Linked DNA regions of Bombyx mori: region 1 is linked to region 2. Evidence: chromatin contacts called from public Hi-C data. All regions are on one chromosome and are shown on one strand. Each heading gives the region's core, a stretch centred on a gene start, on an enhancer-like site or on the middle of the called end of the contact. The rest is flanking DNA. Distances are from core to core; before and after follow the strand shown.

Region 1 (4,285 bases), core at 257-2,756, 49 kb after region 2:
ATAGTTTTTTTTTAAATGATTTAATGTATTTTTTTTGCTTAATTTAAATTTATTTTATTATAATGCACTCCTCCTCTATATTCGGTATAAGTGTGGGAAATACCATACTTCTCCGTCCGCGCAATTTTCTTAAAAAGGGGTACAAAGTTTTTGCTTCACGTATTAATCACTACATAGTATAAAACAAAGTTGCTTTCTCTGTCCCTATATCTGTCTGTCCCTTTGTATGCTTAAATCTTTAAAACTACGCAACGGATTTTGATGCGGTTTTTTTAATAGATATAGTGATTGAAGAGGAAGGTTTATATGTATAATAACATCCATTAAATAGTTGAGAAATCAATAATAAATTAGTTTCCGAAGCGAAGCGAAGGCGGGTCGCTAGTAATATATCCGATGGTAGATTCTGCGAAGCACTGCTCTTGCTAGGGTCAGTGTTAGCAGCTCTCCGGTTTGAGCCCCGTGAGCTCACCTACAAACGTTAGGGCGAAGCTGAAATAGCCTCTCAATGCTATCAGCATAGGTAGGGGAAAAAAAAGTAATATATAGATTTGGGCGTAGTCTGTGTACTGATATAATTTCATTGTCAGGGTCCTAGCTGCGTTTTGCCGATCAACGACATCCGAGGTATCGAAGGCATAGGGTATGAGAAGGGGGAGAAGATACTCCGCTGCAAGCTGGCCGCCGTGTACCGGCTGGTGGATTTGTTTGGTTGGACGACAAGTGAGTTTGTTTATCATAGGTGTTGGTTAGAGGCTTCGTCAAACAGAACTCGTAGTTAGCGCGCGTCAGAACGGTAAACTGCCGCGACGGCGCGTTATGACGCCGAGATGTGTTGTACTACTGTGGTAATGTACTGTCAAACCGAGCCCCAGCGCTGTAAGTACGCAACGTTCTGTCGCGGCGTTAGGACGCTTCGACGTCAGGCGTTGTAATTATTAACAAATTTTATTTTAGCGTCCGAGTGAATGTGTATTAAAATACCGGACAATGCCCGAAAAATTTATAGAATTAATTAGAAAATACCCGTGCTTATACCATGCCAAATCTGAATCACTCGACATCTTTTATTTATTTATTTTTTATTGATTAGATGGATGGACGAGCTCACAGCCCACCTGGTGTTAAGTGGTTACTGGAGCCCATAGACATCTACAACGTAAATACGCCACCCACCTTGAGATATAAGTTCTAAGGTCTCGGTACAGTTACAGCGGCTGCCCACCCTTCAAACCGAAATGCATTACTGCTTCACGGCAGAAATAGGCGGGGCGGTGGTAGTACCTACCCGTGCGGACTCACAAGAAGTCCTACCACCAGTAAAACCAGTGTGGTGACGTAGACCGATTTGTCCATAGCCGGAGTGACGGGGCAGATAACGGCCCGTCTGAACACGGCCGAGGAGCAGGTGCTGACGTCGCCGCGCGGTCTGCTGCCCCACGAGGTGACCGCCTCGTCTCTGGTTAAGGTGGACATGCAGGGCGTCGTCCAGGACCAGGGCACCACCAACTTTCCGGTCAACGTCGAAGGTAATGACCGGTAACTAGGCAACGTGTGACTCCGTGTTCGCAGTGAACCTGATGGGATGCAAGTTTGAGGGTCGATTGTTGTGTGACAAAGTCGTGATCCATGACTAGTACTTGAAGATGAAGATAGGGTTGATTCGGTCACCGTCCTCATCGAACGAAGGGCTTGGCGAGTAAATTAACCCACAGACACAGCCCACTGAGCTTCTCGCCGGATCTTATCAGTGGGTCGCGTTTCCGATCCGGTGGTAGATTCTGCGAAGCACTGCTCTTGTTAGGGTTCGTGTTAGCAACGTCGTCAGGTTTGAGCCCCGTGAGCTCACCTACTAGTTAAGGTTACGCTGAAATAGTCTCTCAAGGCTATCAGCTTAGGTAGGAAAAAAAGAAAAAAAAAAGCAACCCTGGTCCGTCAGGTTTCTCGGTGCACGCGTCCGTGCACGCGGCCCGTCCGGACCTGCGCTGCGTGGTGCACGTGCGCGCGCCCTCCGCTCTCGCCGTGTCCGCCACGCGGCGCGGCGTCCTGCCCCTATGCCAGGAGGCGGCCCTTCTCGGCGAGGTCGCGTACCACACTCTACCCTACGGCGTGCTGGACAACGCCGAGCGCGACAAGCTGGTCCGCGCGCTGGGCCCGCACGCCAAGGTCGTGGTGCTGAGCGGGGCCGGAGCGCTGTGCTGCGGTGCCACGCTGGAGGAGGCCTTCCTGCACGCGCGTCTGCTCACCGCCGCCACCGACGCGCAACTGAAGTTAGCAGCCACGCCGCTCGATGACCTCATCCTGCTTGACGATGAAACGCAGAGACAGGTACGTACAGCCCCCCAACACCCCTCACCCCTATTTTTCTAAGTATTAGCGCGTCCGCCTAGTGGTGGGACTTCTTGTGAGTCGTGTAGGTACCACCGCCCTCTCTATTTGTGCCGTGAAGCAGTACTGCGTTTCGGTTTAAAAGGCGGAGCAATTGTTGTAACTATATTTGAGACCTTAGAACTTATATCTCAAGATGGGCTTTGAGCTCGTCCACCCATATAAGCAATAAAAAAAAACCTGGTTGACTTACTCACTGAATAAATGATATCGTGGGAGAAAAATCATCAGCCCCAAAATCGAGATATGTTTTTTTTATTTTTTTTATTGCCTTTGTAGGCAGTCGAGCATGCGGCCCACCTGATGGTAAGTAGTCACCGTCGCTCATGGACGTCAGCAATGCCAGGGGCAGAGCCAAGCCGCTGCCTACCATAAGTCCTATGTCCTGTCTAAAGCAATAGCACCTTCCAGTCTGAAGGTTAGGCCAGCGGCGATATCATCCCCTATGACTCTGATGACGCCCCTAAACATTTAACCCGTGCTGCTCTTGGCCATGTATCTGTATCTTGCCGGTTCGTATGCGTCAGATGTACGAGGCGTCCCGCAAGCCGCCCGCCGACGCGAGCAAGTGGCGCGTGGGCGGCGAAGAGTTCGAGGCTCTGATGCGGATGCTGGACAACGCCGGCTTCCGCACCGGCTACATCTACAGGCATCCCCTCATCAAGGTGAGCGCACCACGCGGCCGCTGCCTCCCTCATCTATACTTAATACTGACGCACGGTCATTCGGTCCCTGTGTTATGTGGCTACCAGAGACTGACTAATACATACTTATATACGTTTAAATATATACATATATAGATGATAAACGTCCAGATAAAGAGCAAACAAAACGTTCATCTCACGAATGTTTGCCCGACGCGAGAATCGAACCCACGACCCTCGACCCTATAGTCGGGCCGCTAATTACTATAACATTGAGTCAGTCGATTATTATTATGTACTAGCGACCCGCCCTCGCTTCGCTTCGGAATCATGATATTTTACAATTGCTAAGTCCTAAGATAGCTAAGTCCCGCGATGTTACCCGCGGTTATTGTCGTGCCGCGGGTGACGCCGCGGGGCGAAGCTAGTCTGCAAAATTGTTTTAATATTATTTGTTTATAGTGTAGTCTTGGCGAAATCTGTGATTATAGAAGTAAAGTCTTTGACAATAGATCCATAATAATGTTGAAACTTATAATTTAAATCAATAATTATTATTATAGTCAAACCGGGCCACCACTAGTTATTATTATTGCGTTTCATCCCTCAAAAAACTACCCTCAAGAGAACGCAACGAAGTTTCACTTCAAAATTTTTATTCACAACTAACTGACCCGACAGACTTCGCAGTGCCTCAATCGACAAATAAAAGACCTAAACTTTTGTATAAAATAAACTTAAAACAAACAAAAGGAATCCGTCCGACGTGGGACACATCAAAGGAAAAACAAAATTGTTATTTTTATTGAATTCCGAGCATTTTCATATTTATCTACCTTTTAAACCTTCTCTGGACTTCCACGAATAATTCAAGACCAAAATTAGCCAAATCGGTCCAGTCGTTCTCGAGTTTTAGCGAGACTAACGAACAGCAATTCATTTTTACACGCTTTATTTTAGCTTCACTTGTATGTATTTTTGTTTGTTTGTAACTGACTCCTTTAGACGTGACTTTGACCCACTCTAAACGCCCGGATTTCATTCAAACCTTGTAGATTTATCGAGGACTCATGACAATTAAATATTTAAGAAAAAATTAATAAATTGAAATTCAACTAAAAAATTGAAAAAAAAAATTTATAAATTTAAATTGAAAATACTGTAAAAATATATATATTTTATTGTAAAAAAAGCGTGGTGTTATTACTTATATTTTTCTGACAGATATGAGCAGAAGAATTATTATTTCAATA
Region 2 (3,815 bases), core at 302-2,801:
CTGCGAATTGGTAAATGTAGTGCAGGATGCCCTCTGGCTGGTGTAGAGACTGGATAAGAGAAGCCGAGGATCGTGCTCAGTGGCGTGCTATTGGAGGGGCCTACGTCCAGCAGTGGGCTGCTATACGTTGATAAAGATGATGTTGATCCTCAGCTTTATCAGCGGTATCAGGTGGGCTGTATGCTTGTCTCCACTTCGATAAAGCGGCACGACACGTGAATCCTCTCATCGTGTCCGCCGGTAACTACATCCCCGATCCTGCTGACCAAATGGTAAACAGTCGACGTCGCCCAAAACACGTTATCTCGGATCCTCCCGATCCACTAACGGTGCTTTTAGGTACCCCAAGCACCGGTCATTGTCGAACTAGTCGCTTGCGACGAAGGGCTCGAGGAGTAAATTAACCCACAGACACAGCCCACTGAGTTTCTCGCCGGATCTTCTCAGTGGGTCACGTTTCCGATCCGGTGGTAGATTCTGCGAAGCACGGCTCTTGCTAGGGCTAGTGTTAGCAACGTCGTCTAGCTTGAGTCCCGTGAGCTCATCTACTAGTTAAGGTTACGCTAATATGTACGCCGGTCTCTCTAGATCGTACGAAAAAAAAAAAACAAAGAAATGTATCTTCTTCTTCTCAGTCGTGTCACTCTTGACAGAGTGGTCGTGATCGTCATGTAGTGTTGGAAGGGGCAGACTTGATGCGTCTCACGATGTCGCGCCATCTCTCCCTGCTCGAGGCCATTCTACTGCACTCATTTAGGGGACCTCCCACTGCAGTTTTAATTTGGTCGGTCCACCAAATTAAATCTGCAGTTAAGAAATGTATACTTGTCTACAAAAGGCAATAAATACTATGTACTCATTTTGAAGCAGAGACCAGTCATAATTTGTATGTTTTGAGCTGAAGCCTTGAGTTGGGTGACGGGCGGTATTGCGCTATGGTTGAGAACCAAACGTCTCCACCGGAACACGGTACGTTAGTCGTGAAGATAAAAATAAATGTAAATAGACATGGTTTAACAAAAACCGACTTCAAATAGAAAAAAAAAGATATTCCAAAACAAATTTAATATACACTAAAAACAATAATCATCGAAATCGGTTAGCGTGATATTGAGTTATTGAATTATTCATCTATTTGTCGCGCACGTACTTAATGCAAATTATGTATATGGTTTTCTCATGGATACCATTATCATAACTGGACTAAATTGTCACACGGGAAGCGTCAGCTTTCTAATTGATAAAGAATCATCAAAATCGATTTACCCAATCAAAAGTTATGAGGTGACCAACATAAGCGCGTAGGTAGGCAACGGCTAGGCTCTGCCCCTGGCATTGCTGAAGTCCATGGGCGACGGTAACCACTCACCATCAGGTGGGCCGTATGCTCGTCTGCCTACAAGGGAAATAAAAAAAAATAAAAAAAAGTCGAATTGAGAACCTCCTCCTTTTTTGAAGTCGGTTAATAAAAAGACACGTGACCCGTACGTTCTAGTATATGTGCATTATTTGATTTAATCAAACGCCGCGCGCCTTATCAGCGCCCTGGCCTAGATAATAACGCTGAGGCAATAAGCAATGCAGGAAAAGTTGATATGTATTAATAAAACTAAAACCAAGCCAAACATGGGAATGTGTATTGAACATGTTTCAATCCTATAGGCGGGTATGGGTCATGATTCGAGTGCTCTTAAGTGAACGATGCATGATATGGGGTCGTTGTCGCAATTAGGTGTTTTTTTGACGTGATAACGTTCTTTCAAATCGATTAGCTGTACCCGTCCGCTTCGATGGGCATTTAAAATTAACTTTATTATTTTTCACCCCCACAAAGATTCTCATCATTAACGTCCCCGCAACTGGTGTAGGGAGTCCAACACTCTTATAAACATTAGCCTATTCATTAAGTACATGTATTTTCTGCATGGATACGAAGTTTCAAGTCAATCGGATGCATGGTTTAGTAGTTATAACGGAACATCCGTAAAAACCACTGTAGATTTGTATATTAGTATAGATGAACGGCAACTGCACGCACGAAAAAGTGTCACGTTCCGCCTGAGCGTGATCGTGCAAGCGAGAGCCCGGAACAAGCGATAGAGAGGCAATATCGGCCCAAGCGTTGGCTTGTGACACGTTTATCTCTCTTCTGGCGTGACGTCAGAACTAGCAGTTTGAATAGTTCCGCTACTGAGTTTATCATCACTTAAAACTATCGCCCGTAAACCGATTTTGCAGACAATCAAGCAAAGCATTGTAATTAGCTTCGTGTGTAATCTAACATCTCGTGGGGTTAGTGCCACACGATCCGGGTTTGATATCCGGTCGCTCAGTATACTTCATCGCCTTGGATGGCTTCGACAAGTTTCAATCACAATTAATCTAAATTTTTAGACATAGTAGGCAGACGATCTTCTGGTGGTAGGACCACTTGTGAGTCCGCGCGGGTAGGTACCACCACCACCCTGCCTATTTCTGCCGTAAAGCAGTAATGCGTTTCGGTTTGAAGGGTGGGACAGCCGTTGTAACTATACTGAGACCTTAGAACTGAAGTCTCAAGGCGGGTGGCGCATTTACGTCGTAGATGTCTATGGGCTCCAGTAACCACACCAGGTGGGCTGTAAGCTCGTCCACCCATCTAAGCAATAAAAAAAATAAAAAAAGATCATACGGCCCACATAATGGTAAGTGGCACGACCAAGTCGCTGCCCGAAACGCATGTATAAGGCATGTCCCGCTCCCTTCAAACCGAAATAGGATAATGGTGGCGTAATATTAGCGGAACCCCATCTCGTATTCGGTGGACGATGGCGGTATAGACATGGTCATGTCCTTGGTAAAGATTTAATAGAAGTCTAGTGGGATTTTTTTCTCCCCCACTTCTTCGCTGGTAGCCTATAAGGCTGTTCCGGCTACGCGCGGACGGGTAGATGAGCTCACGGACTCAACCTGGGAGAAATTGTTAACACCAACCCCAGCAAGAGCAGTGCTTCGCTGAATCTACCGCTGGATCGAGATCGTGACCCACTGAGAAGACCCGGCGTGAAACTCAGTGGCAATAATAATGAACGGCCGTCTGGTGTAGTGGTAAGTGACATGGTCACTACATAAGGGGGTCGCGGGCTCGAATCCCGCCAAGAGAAGATATTTGTATTATAAATATAAATGTTTTTTCCAGGGTTATGGATGTATATTAAATATATGTGTGTGTATATAATAAAAAAACTTACATTTATTTCCGTTATCTGGTACCTGTAACACAAGTCCTTTACGAACTTAACACGGGAACAGTTAACGTGGCGTGATCGTTAGTAAATATTTATATTTATTTATTTTTTAATGAAGAAACTACCGCATCTACGAATTTGGATACTCCTTGTTCTGTTTCGTTAACCCACCAGTCCATTAATGCTCCACCCATTAGGAATAAATTCTGACAATAGCTGACGCGGTTCGAGTCGCTGGCACACCGCCAGACTCAAGGGATTCCTTATAAATATCGCTCCTTTAAGGATGTCTGAGTATTCATTCGAAATATGGCATAAATAAAATGACGTTACTATTTTTAAATTGCTAAAGGACATTTTGGCGGGAACGCGAGGAGTGAATTTGTGTGTGATTTGTTTTATTTTATCTATTTAGTGTTTTCGAGGTTTAAATGTGTAATAACGGTGATTTATTAACTGTTTAGTATAACTGTGAAAGTGTACAAATGTGGGAAAATGAAACAAAGTCGCTGGACGTACGTAGCTTCTCGGGATCCTCCAAAAAGTCAACTGAAAAAATCTCGGTAAATGACCACCATTTTACTGAGA

The links. Hi-C and Micro-C count contacts between places; a contact is called where the count stands out from the background.
Region 1: a contact with region 2 is called in a Hi-C map of whole pupa, with 4 times the contacts expected there. The contact joins two enhancer-like sites. A contact is called at or near these places in 3 of 7 Hi-C or Micro-C datasets (posterior silk gland and whole pupa).

Annotation. Positions count from the first base shown.
Region 1 is chr24:18,483,400-18,487,684 of ASM3026992v2, forward strand. LOC101740817 (protein hu-li tai shao) reads left to right here. Exons shown (of 19, transcript XM_062675946.1): 5 at 591-723; 6 at 1,359-1,529; 7 at 1,940-2,328; 8 at 2,916-3,053. Among protein-coding and RNA genes, the nearest start is that of LOC101740675, 32 kb to the right of the region's middle. Within about 2 kb of position 1,507, at least 5 of the 8 cell types and tissues checked have open chromatin away from gene starts, as enhancers often do.
Region 2 is chr24:18,434,105-18,437,919 of ASM3026992v2, forward strand. All of the region lies in intron 1 of LOC101740817 (protein hu-li tai shao), which reads left to right. Among protein-coding and RNA genes, the nearest start is that of LOC101740817, 10 kb to the left of the region's middle. Within about 2 kb of position 1,552, at least 5 of the 8 cell types and tissues checked have open chromatin away from gene starts, as enhancers often do.